Regions from separate parts of the Sparus aurata genome. Here regions 2 and 3 are each linked to region 1. The links are chromatin contacts, called in public Hi-C maps. All regions are on one chromosome and are shown on one strand. The core of a region is the stretch at or near the end of the contact, and the rest is flanking DNA. Distances in the headings are between cores, read along the strand shown.

What was found. Hi-C and Micro-C count contacts between places; a contact is called where the count stands out from the background.
Region 2: a contact with region 1 is called in a Hi-C map of an unstated tissue, with 7 times the contacts expected there. The contact joins the promoter of bcap31 here to the promoter of gripap1 in region 1. A contact is called at or near these places in 2 of 2 Hi-C or Micro-C datasets (skeletal muscle and an unstated tissue).
Region 3: a Hi-C map of an unstated tissue shows a contact between it and region 1, with 6 times the contacts expected there. The contact joins the promoter of slc35a2 here to the promoter of gripap1 in region 1. A contact is called at or near these places in 2 of 2 Hi-C or Micro-C datasets (skeletal muscle and an unstated tissue).

Annotation. Positions count from the first base shown.
Region 1 is chr7:875,406-879,211 of fSpaAur1.1, reverse strand. gripap1 (GRIP1 associated protein 1) reads right to left here and starts at 1,611. Exons shown (of 28, transcript XM_030422337.1): 1 at 1,451-1,611; 2 at 124-190. The coding sequence starts at 1,498. ptpn18 (protein tyrosine phosphatase non-receptor type 18) reads left to right here and starts at 2,698. Exons shown (of 16, transcript XM_030422338.1): 1 at 2,698-2,895. The coding sequence starts at 2,806.
Region 2 is chr7:716,339-720,286 of fSpaAur1.1, reverse strand. bcap31 (B cell receptor associated protein 31) reads left to right here and starts at 2,449. Exons shown (of 8, transcript XM_030424239.1): 1 at 2,449-2,601.
Region 3 is chr7:664,597-668,636 of fSpaAur1.1, reverse strand. slc35a2 (solute carrier family 35 member 2) reads right to left here and starts at 2,158. Exons shown (of 6, transcript XM_030424236.1): 1 at 1,793-2,158; 2 at 342-524; 3 at 1-2. The coding sequence starts at 1,856. pim2 (Pim-2 proto-oncogene, serine/threonine kinase) reads right to left here. Exons shown (of 7, transcript XM_030424238.1): 7 at 3,514-4,040.

The DNA of each region.
Region 1 (3,806 bases), core at 362-2,861:
TGAACAAAACAGAGAGCAGCTTCATCATCACCACCATCATCATCACCATCATCATCATCATCATCATCACCACCATCACCACCATCATCATCATCATCATGAAGCACAGCGGAGTGTTTCTACCTGTCGAGTTCTTCCTGAGGTCGTCAGACAGCTGGTAGTTCTGAGTCCGCAGCTCCAACAGCTGAGCCTGCACACACACACACACACACACACACACACACACACACACACACATCATCATCAACATCTTCATCACCTTCATCATCATGTTTCATTATTCTGCTTTCACTCAATCTGCAAACTGAACCCATCATGATTTAAAGGTGCGATACGTAACACACCTGTCACATTCATTCTCAAAGCGAACAGGGGGCAGCATGTAGGGAGTGTAACCACTAACTGCTGCTGTTAGCTTATTAGCTCAGTTAGATGTGCAGCTAGCGGTCCTGAGGGGGATCACGGAGAATCAATGTTTATACCACTGACAGGAGCTGGTTAGCATGCTGACGTCAGCTACATCTCTGCAACACTACACACATCATAACATCAACTCTTTATTTAAGTTCATTTTTGTATGTGTTCAACTAGAATCTCACATAATGCACCTTTAAAAGAACAGAAAAGCAACAGTGCAGGTGATGAATTCTTATTTCACACATACAAATGAAAACGCCTCCAGCTCCAGACTGTTAGCATGCAGAGTTAGCATCAGGCTCACAGGTGGAGACCATCAGCTCCTCTGTTAGCATCAGAACAGAGTCCAGTCAAGACGTCAAGCTGATGACCAGAACCTTAATGAGTGAGCAGCTTCTGTCAGTACAGTGTGTGAGCAGTTAGCATGCTAACAGGTGTCAGTGTGTGTGTCTGAGCTCTTCCTCTTCACGTTAACACTCACTGTGTGTTTTATTATTTATGGCTCATATCGTCACTTTGCACCAAACCACAGCTAACACTGAGCTAACCAGATGAACAACAGCACCGCTGTCTGTTAGCCTGACTCAGATCCCGTGACTCTCATTTGGCCGAGTGTCCCGTGGATGCTAACGTGTTAGCTAACTGACAGATAAAATTACAGGCTAGCAGCAGGAAAGCTACATGGAACCATTTTTCCCTGCAGAGGAGGAGGAGGCTAAGCTAGGTTAGCTGACACCGAGCTAGCATACCGTGGCAGGCTGTGTATTAAAGACATTTCTCCCAGTTTGTCTGTGAGCTCAGACTGACCGTCATCTCCATGACACCGTTAAATTAATAAAAACAACAGGAGCCGCAGAGCGCGACACCGTTATCTACTCCCACCCGCACGGCTAACGGTTAGCATTAGCCAGCGGACGTCTGTGGCACTGATGCCGCACCTGTCTGCCGAGCTGACAGGTGTTGTTCACAGCACTGACAGCTGCCTGTCTGTGAGCCCACCGACACGAAATCACAGCTGTCCTGTTTTTCTCACCTGCATCCGATGAAACTCCTCCTCTGACAGAGCCTGCGACATGGCCATGTTTACCTGGGCTGCTAGCTAGCAGGCTAAGCTAGCGGAGGAGACGGAGCGGAGGAGAGCGGCACAGAGGAGGAGACACAACAGACCTCTCACTCCGCCTCCGTTTCCGAGGACCAAGAATGACCTTCAGCTCTGTGTGTGTGTGTGTGTGTGTGTGTGTGTGCTGCTGGAGAGTAACTAAGTACATTTACTCACACAGTTTTGAGGCACTTGTACTTTTGCCTATATTTAAAACTACTTTATACTTTTATTTGACGATACTTTGGAGCTGATATTGTAACTTGTACATTTATTTGAGTACTTTGCAGATTCATCAATAAATAACGATGTGTCATTATTAGGTTCAACCCTGTGGTGTATAAAGCCGTTTACACCTGCTCCACCTGCTGCACCACGGAGATGATGAGGTCATTAAAGGAACAGTTCACACAAACATCCAGACATCTTCTCCTCCCTCTGTGCTGATGGAAGTCACGTGACGTCTCACCGTCTATGCCGAATTAACTAACAGCACTTCCTGTGTGCAGTGTGTGTGTGTGTGTTCAGACTTCCATCACTGGGTCACTTTAATACTGAAGAAAACTTAAAAACAGGATTTTTCTCAGGCAAGACTGGATTTCACTTTCTGGGTGAACTGTTCCTTTAAAGCCTGTCTGTCTGATCGACATCTCCTTGAATCACTTTGTGAGCTTGTAAAAGATTTCAATCTTCTGTCTGAACTGAATCTTGTTAAACTGGCTCTGACACACACTCACACACACACACACACACACACACAGGTTGTCTAACTGAGATTTCCCAAAGTGTTTCTAAAGACGTTCGGCTCTCAGAGGAAGGAAACCTCTCATGTTGTCACGTTTAAAATCAGTGGTGTAATTTAAAGGTTCTGTTATTTCAAAGTTTCCTCAAACTTCCTGCCCAGAGAGACAGAAAGAGAAAGACCAGCTCGATTATCTGCTGGTGAATTATTAACTAACAGGGTTAAATATAGAGACAGAAGTGAGAGACAGAGAGAGAGAGAGAGAGAGACAGAGAGAGAGACAGAGACAGAGAGAGAGAGAGAGACAGAGAGAGAGACAGAGAGAGAGCGCGAGACAGAGAGAGAGACAGAGAGACAGAGAGAGAGACAGAGAGACAGAGAGAGAGCGAGAGAGAGAGACAGAGAGAGAGAGAGACAGAGAGAGAGACAGAGAGAGAGAGAGTTATTTTCAGTTTTGGTCGTCCGGCTGCATCTCTGTATCTCGTCAGTCGTCTCAGGTTTCCGCTGTAATTGGACGTTTGCTGGACGTTTGCTTGACGTTTGTTGGATGTTTGCTGGACGTTTGCTGGACGTGGTCATGGAGCTGCTGTCCTCTCTGAGGTCGATGGACCCCGGCACTGTGGATCAGGAGTACAACGTGAGTGTTTGCAGTCGTCTCTGTCTGTGTGAAGTAGAAGCTTGTTCACACTCGGAGGTGTGAGAATAAACTTTGGTCTAGTTGTTGAAACCAAGTTTAGTTCAGCTTTACGTGTAGAGTTAAAGTCTCCAGTCATGTTTGAGGTTTGAGGTTATCACTGATGGTGAACATACTACTTCTGCATGTTGTTTACGTGTCTTGTCTCGGCGTCCGTCTGCTCGTCCTCGCCGCATCACGACTCCTCACACTGGCTTTCCTGGAAACACCGCCTGATGTCTGATGTCTGATCAGTCAAATGAGCTCTGAATGACATGCAAATCTAAAAACAGGAATTAGAGTTCAGTTTGTGTTTCTCAAACTGGCAGCAAACCACTGTATTCGTTCCTGTTTACCAGTGATGTTGTAGCGCTCCTGGTGCCGCTCAGTCCAACCGGACCGGGTCCGAGAGAAACGCTCAAAGACACAAAGCAGGTGAAGAGAGCCGAGAGTTAAAACGATAACAACGATAACAACAAGCTTAACTTCTAATTCTTTTGTAAATCATGATCTCACAGTGATCTCACAGTGATCTCACAGTGATGTCACTTTGATGTCAATGTGACATCAAAGTGACATCACTGTGTTCTCAGTGATCTCACAGCGGTGTCACGGTGATGTCACAGCGATCTCACAGCGGTGTCATGGCGATGTCACAGCGATCTCACAGCGATTTCACGGCGATGTCACGGCGATCTCATGGCAATGTCACAGCGATGTCACGGCGATCTCACGGTCATGTCATGGTGATGTCACGGCGATTTCACGGTCATGTCATGGCGATGTCACGGCGATCTCATGGCGATGTCACGGCGATCTCATGGCAATGTCACGGCGATCTCATGGCAATGTCACGGCGATGTCACGGCGATCTC
Region 2 (3,948 bases), core at 1,200-3,699, 160 kb after region 1:
AGCTAAACAGCTTTCATGCCGTTCTAAATAATAAATACATTTTAAAAAGACTTCATGCCGACTTTACCGAAACTACCGTTTTGTTTTTAGATAGTGACCAAAGTTTAGTTAACGGTGCATTATTTATGTAATTAACATGGCAGAGATAAAACCGACCAAAATCACAATGGAGTTTGGTGCATGGAACAAAACACAACGTCCATCCGGATTTAATTGGCTGTGATTAAAGGATTATGTTCCAGCTGAATTTACCTCGACAGTTAACAGTTAAATGAGACTTCTTCAGCTTCTGTTCAGAGTTATTTCAGAAACATTTGAGGTAGAAACAAATCTCACCAACATGAGAGGGAAGCTGGCTCCATTTTAACCCGCTCATTAGTAGAACTCGCTGGGCTGAGACAGCGCATGACGGTAGTTAATATGTGGCGCTGCTGATATATGAAGGAACATCACCTGGACTTATTACCTGAGATCAATAAGTATTAACTAAATGTACACCTCCCACACAGACATGAATACACCTGTACTGAGCAGGTAACTGGACGCATAAAGCAGATTCGTACAGAACAGTTTACTCACCGTGTTCGTGTCCTCAGAGAAGAGCAGCTCCAAACAGAGTGACGATCAGTCAGCCGTTTTTATACACATCCAACTTTTTGGAGGGAAATGCGCAACTTTCACGCGGGAAACGAGCGAGACCGCCCCTTTTGGTGTGCACCACCTGGATTCGTCAGAAAATCTGTGGGCTGGACTTATTTGACGTGGTTTACGTCATTTCAACTAGAGACTTCTCCAGCCATTCAAAACTGTTTAGCTCAGTCGGTAGAGTAGCAGTTCTGTGTTCCGTGGTCTGCTTTTATCCTGAGTTCGAGTCCCGGCTGGAGAAACTCAACTGCATCATATTTACTGTAACTTCTCTTGTCAAAAGTTAAGATAAAAATGAATAGAACAAACACAGAGAAACACTTGTTAACAGGATACACAAAAAGCTACTTTTTTTAAATTGATATTTAATTTCTCTGGTCTTCATTTGTTATTAATCCAAAACTAGCTGAATGTAATCAAGTTACATTACTTTAATATTGTAATCGGGTGTATTCAGGTAATTTGGACACCTCAGCTCAAGTGTTACTGATTTCTGTTCTGTACTTTTACCATAAAATTAATTAAATTAAATGTGAATGATGACTTCATGGGGATGATGTCACAGAAAGGGGCGGGGCACTAGTACATATCTATTTCTTACCTTTTTATTATATATTGTTTATTATGTACTTTTATTAATGTTTATTGATTAGGCTGTTGTGACACGCAGATCTCCCCGTTTGCAGGACCAATAAAGGAATTCTGATTCCTATTGCATGAGGAGGTCAGTTACGTGATATTCTGATCAGTCATAAATAAGAAAATGTTTCTAATATCCTATCATGTTATGTTTGTTGTGGAGCTGTTGAAAATAGAGAACAATTCTGGGAAAAACGGGACAGGTGGCATCTCTAATCTCTGTACATATTAATAATTTACTGTGGAACCAGTCTGACCAGTAACACGAGCCACAGGGAGACAAGGAGAAACAGTCAGAGTGAGATGTCTGTCTTCATCCTCCTCTCTGCCTCCAGAGTTCAGTGGTTTTCTGCAGACAGTGTCTCCCCCTGCTGGTCAGGAGAGGAACTGCGCTGTGTAGTGGGATTACTAGTGATAATGTATATCTCTATATACTCTGTATTATTCTATATTGTCTCTATATCTGTGTATTCATTTCTCTTGTGTTTTATTGTTTAATATTAATGTTTTGTTTTACGCAAACAAAACCTTTTATCATATATTTTTAAATACATAAAGGTTTACATATTACATTTGACTGTTTCCCCTGTAATAGTGTCCTCAGTGTTTCATTAATGTCAGTATATATATGTTGATGAAGGTCGTGGTGATTTTCAGTGTTGTGGACCCTTTTGAATGTCACTCGTAACAGCAAAATCACAGACTCCTTACAAATCGAGTTATTATAAGAGTTGTTGCATGATGAGGAGAAACTTAACAAACTCTGTGAAAGAGCTACAAAAAAATGGAGAACGTCACCAGACTTCCTCACAAAACTCTCAATTTTAAGACTTGTTCATTAGAATGAACTGTATACACTTTGAGAAACGCTGTCTACAACACATTTGTATGTATTTGGGCCTATTTGTTCATTCGGAAAACGTGTTACATGAATATATTTCTTTATTTGTTTAACAACGTTGTATCAGTTTGTCTCAGCTGTCCTCTGTATCTCCACCCTGACGTCACAGAGCTCAGAATATGACGTCATGTCTGTTACTGTATTTTGAATCAATAACATCAAAATGTCAAAAAAGCTCTTTGACCGAGATTTCATGACGTGTGACGCAATGAGTTGTCACATATTGACTCCGCCCACATTCTTCGGCGTATCCAATCACGTGCTGGGATCGCGATGAGCTGGCATTAAACACCGGAAGTGTTTACAACACGAAGCCATGCTAACAGGCTAATATCCCGCCTGGGCTGAGTGTTTGGAGCTGAACAGCAGCTTGTTGTCTGAGTCTCTCTGAGTTTGTGTCTGCGGGAGTTTCTGAGGTGAGTCTGACTATTTACTGCTGTCTACTGTTAGCACACAGTCCTCCAGCTAACACCTGCTAACTGCTTTAGCTTGCTAACTTTTAACTAGTTTGTTAGTTAACCAGCGCGAAGTTATCGTCATGATGTCATTAACCAACAGCTGCGACACAAGTGTTCACACCACACACAGCTGACAGTGTGTCCCACTTATGAAGACACAAGTTGTGTTAAACGACCCAAAACAAACACTTTTCCAGTAAGTAGACGGAGCCTGCGAGCTAGCTGGCTAACTGGGGTTCAGGGAAGCCAAGTTAGCATGCTAGCTAGTTCAGGTGCTCTGTCACAGTCCAGGAAATAGACGTTAGCAGGATCATTCTGTTCCAAGTTGGATGTTTGAACATATTTAGTTAATATAATAAACATAAACGATTATTAACGGATGTAGCTCGTTAAACTTCAGCTGGTTGGTTTGTGTTTATCAGACAGATTTGCATTTATTTCAATACGTAGTCGAGTCTGTTTTTCATGTGGTCGTAAAAAGTGAATCTATATGTTTTACTTTTGCTCCACAGAGGTAGAGATGTGCGGAGAAACCAGCTGATTGTGGTTTAATTAGCGCTGTAATGTGAAAAGAGTCGGACATGTTGAGCTGAGGTGTTTCTGCACTGTAACGTGTGTTGGCAGCTGACACTCCCCCTCCTCACTGACTCACTGACAACACTTAGCACAGACATCAGGTGAAACTGTGGCAGCAGGTAAACTACGGCTACTCAAAGGAAGGGCTGGACAGTCTGGCCTTTAACAAGATGATGTAAGGCCGACTGATATTGGCTCATACTGATTACTAAAATCAAGGAGGCTGAACTCTGATATCTGGGGCAGATGTACCACTGTGTACTTTAAGGCCTCTTTTATTTGAGAATGCTGAGGTGTTTCAGTGTCTCTTGGAAATCTTTTATCCAGTCACTCAGTGATCTGTTGGTAAACTCAGCATGGAGAACAAAAAGAGGGAAATATTAAACTGATCTTTAATGGATCCAGAGCCTCTCAGAGGGTGACGGCCATTAGACCATCATCTCCCTCCGCAGCGTGTCCACTGCTGCTCTCAGGGAGCTGAACTTCCTTATTTTAGTTCCATCAGCTGTCGGGATCTTAAACAAGATGTAGGTTTAGTTGTTATTGCACTAAACAGAGACTGATGCACTCTTATTATATTTACTGTTCAAGCCCAAAGGACAGAAAACTGTTCATAAGACGACTTGTTGTCAAACTCATCAACCAGATTGTAAATATTATTTAATCTCTTTGGAATCATGTAGGAAAAGTTAAGGATTTGTTTAAAAGAGTTAAAAACACAGTGAGTCC
Region 3 (4,040 bases), core at 909-3,408, 210 kb after region 1:
GCCTGCAGCCACAGAGAGAGAGAGAGTCAGGTTACTGTTTGCTCTGATGTCGTTCTTCCACAGCGGCCTGAAGCTGCAGGACCTGAGCTCGCTGCCCTGACAGGTCTTACAGGTGCGACTCTGTTTCTTCTGTCCTGCCCACTTCAGAACCGCAGCTCTTAGTTCTGCTGCTTCAACGAGCCAGGTTACCGTCACCGTGACAACGTGATCAGTTAGATTAACACACCTGATATATTATTTATATTTTGTCACATCTCATCTTTCTAAATTCTTTACTTTTCTGCTGAGCGTTCAGCTTGTTACACCTGTTCTGTCACTTCAGTCCGGTCGGGTTCACTCACATCTCTTCTGCAGCAGAATGATGAGCAGACACGTCAGCACCTTCAGGACCTCCGCCATCACCACGGCTGACGTCGCGAAGAAGCGGTCGCCCGGCAACGTGCGGACGTATCGGATGCTGAGGATGAGCGATGCATTCTGGACCACCAGCACCGCCAGGCTGATGTACTTCAGCTTCTTGTTGACTGCAGGAAACAACCACACACAGAATCACTCGTCACGTTGGAATCATGGATACAACGATTTATTTTTATATTGTGGATAAAATTATTATTTTGGAAGCTTTTCCAAACATAAAATCAACGTGTGTGTGTTAGAGTTCTGTTGGTTCTTCTTCTGATCGCTTTCAGGTTCAATGTTCAAATGTTCTGTTTCTGCCAACGTCTCAGAATGAAGGTTCTGGTATCATGTGAACCCGGACGTATACTGCCTCTATTGGTACCAGCCACACCGGGCTGAACTGTAGACGGGAAAATCTGAATCCTACTCTGTTCTGTTCTGCTGCCTGTCGGACCGATCCACACTTTTCATGGAGGAAGACATATTTATTTATAACAGATAAATAAATACTGAAATAAATCTAACTCTTATATTTAATGTGTTATTTATTTACTTACGGTGACAATTAGGATTAAATGACACAATTATTTAGATATTTAATTATATATTTGATTTTGACACCTTGGCTCTGCCTCTCTGCCTGCAGTGGTGCCATGTAACTGAGTACATTTACCAAAGTACTGAGTAAATACTGAGATACTTTACGGAAGTAAAGTTTGTAAGGCAGATGTTTCACTGGAGTATTTCCAAAGTATCTCATTCTGCCACCTCTGTGTGTGTGTGTGTGTGTGTGTGTGTGTGTGTGCCACCTGCAGTCCAAACCTCCACGTCATCAGCTGCTGAACCGCTGACACACCTGGTTCTAACACCGTGCTCTGGTTTAGCCTCCACAGTGAAGCTACATCAGCAGCTAACACTGGTTAGCCTCAGTTAGCATGACAGAAACTAGTTTTACACCATAAACAATTAGCCTAGCCCTGTGCTTTAGCCTCCTGCTCAGCTAGCATGCTAATAGTTAAAGTCGTTAGTTTAAAGTCCTGACGTCACTTAATAAACACTTGACGCGATGTTAACCCGGCAAAGACCCGCGAGTCTTCACACTGGTGAACTTTCCGGGTTAACTGTGACAGATACTGACCCGCTTCGAGTCAGCTAACTTTGGTTAGTTTAGCCGCTAGTTAGCTAGCCTCCGCCGCCCTGTGCGTTCACGGGACCACGGAGGAACTTTAGTCGTTTATCGATTTGATCGATTTATCAACAGATATCAAACTCTGATTCCTGCTCCGACACATCGGCTCACTCTTCGAGCAGCCACCCGGGTTCAGAGCCTCGCGGCCCGTGTGGAGTGAACTGGTCTCCCGGTCCTCGGGTCTCCCTCCCCGGACACACTTACCTTCACTCTGACCCCGGCTCGCTGCCTTCTCCTCCGCCGCCTGGCTGTGCTTCCCTGCGGCCATGCTGCGCTCCCTCTGCCCGCCGTCCGGACCGAGTCTTCACTCCGCTGCCTGCTCGACCAACACTCCGCTAGCCTGCCAGCTAGCCCCGGCTCACAGTGCACACCCACCCGGAACTGAGCTCCGGTGTGTCGGTCAGGTTACAGAGGGAGCGGCGGGTGTGTCAGGCGGATGTCTGACCGGAGGTGAGGTTAGAGGAGCCTGCGGGGGGGCCACCGCACCGCCGGGAGGACAACAGTCCGAGGAGGCTGCGATGCGTTCAGGGACTGAAGGAACTACAGCTGCACAGATAGGACGAACTGTCTGACAGGATGTATCACTCTGAGGCAGAATATCTGCTGTCGTCTCTGAAATGTGAACTTTAACACTTAAAGATTTAAGATTTGAATCATTAATAACATACAGAACATTAACCGATAATGATAATGGTTATTATTTTTTAATGAGTTGAAATTACCATATCCGCATGTTTAAATGTGTTTACTCACATTAGTCACTGATTTTATTATGATTAATTTCGTTTAGTTAAATGTCGTCAGTCTAAATAAAGCAGCAGCTGGTTTTCGTCTCTCGGCTGAATTAAAGGATGATAATGTAGAAATGATGCCAGTAAAACCTTCAGAGGTGATTGAATAAATATAATTCTGATCAAACTGCTGGAAGCGTTTCTGTTTCCTCAGTTTGATGTTGAGATGCTGTGAACAAGCTAAAAGGAGTTCAGAACAATTATTCACCAGCAGAAACACTCATCAAAGCTAAACTGACATTTAATGATCTTTAATCTCAACTAGGATCTTTTAAAGTTATTGATAACAAATAAACCAACATGTGTCATTCATCAGACTGTAACAGTGTCCTGAATACATGTTTGTTTAATGTTTGATAAAACATCATCAGTGCTGAAAGATCAAGTTTAACATCCAGAAATATGTCAGTTAAAAATGATTTGTTGCAGAAACTATATTCAAAAGTACAGCGTGACGATTTTTGATCAAAGATCGTCTATTCACCCACTTCGTCATGAGAGGATGGAGCTCTGGATATTCAGTCAGAGTGAGCCCTCTCTCCTCCTCCTCCTCTCTGATCCTCTGACAACAATCACTTCCTTGTTCTCCTGCAGGTTGAACATGGAGGAATCCTATTGGCTGCTGGATGAACACCTCACCTGTCGGATGTTTGTGATGTCCAGCGCCACCTGCTGGTTCACTGAAGCACAGTCTCTGTTTTTTAAATACTTTTATTGAAAATGTAGAAAATAAAAGCAGCAACATCCGGTCAGCGTGTGTGTGTGTGTGTGTGTGTGTGTGTGTGTGTGTGTGTGTAGACTAAAGAGTTCATCACGATGCTTCTGATCAGAACATACTAATAAATGGTAAATTGATAATTAAACCAAATTATTTTACTGTTAACCAATAAAAAATCTTCAAACATTTTATTAAAAAACTTTATTATAAAGTTGTAACTGATGTTTATTGACTTCAGTCTCAATACTTATTAAACATTTCATTTAAAAGTTTAATTAACTATAAAATTACCTTTAATGTGATTTAGTTTTGAATCATTGTTCTCTGACACTTTGTTTAAAACATGCTGTCGTATGAATATAAATATAAATATAGATATATAAATATAAGAGGGACAGAATGAGAACGACACGATAAAGTGATAAAAAACTGTTTTATTAAACGTTGGATCTTTTTCTCTCGATCCATAAATTCTTATTTAATGTAAATAAACAGGAACAAGTGACTGAGGAGCCACTCTGATCATAAACCAGTGAGAAATACACAAGTATTTACAGTGAGGTCGCCATGAACCAGATCCACTGGTTCACTTCTGGACCGGAACCAGACAACTAATAAATATCTGCATTCAAACATAAACTGAAGATCTGACAGGCTCAATAACTGACCTGAGATCTGATGGAGCGACAGCTGCGGCTCCGGCTGCTCCGGTCTAACTGGACCCGACACCTGTGATGTGTAATGTGCTGGAATGTAACAGATTACTTTCCTGTTCTTCAGGTTCTGTGAATGTAACGGGATTACTTTCCTGTTCTTCAGGTTCTGTGAATGTAACAGATTACTTTCCTGTTCTTCAGGTTCTGAGTGTTCTGCTGACCGAGCCGGTCTGAAACCTGAAGCTCCTCCAGGAACAGAAACACAGAACACGCCAGCTGTTGTCACG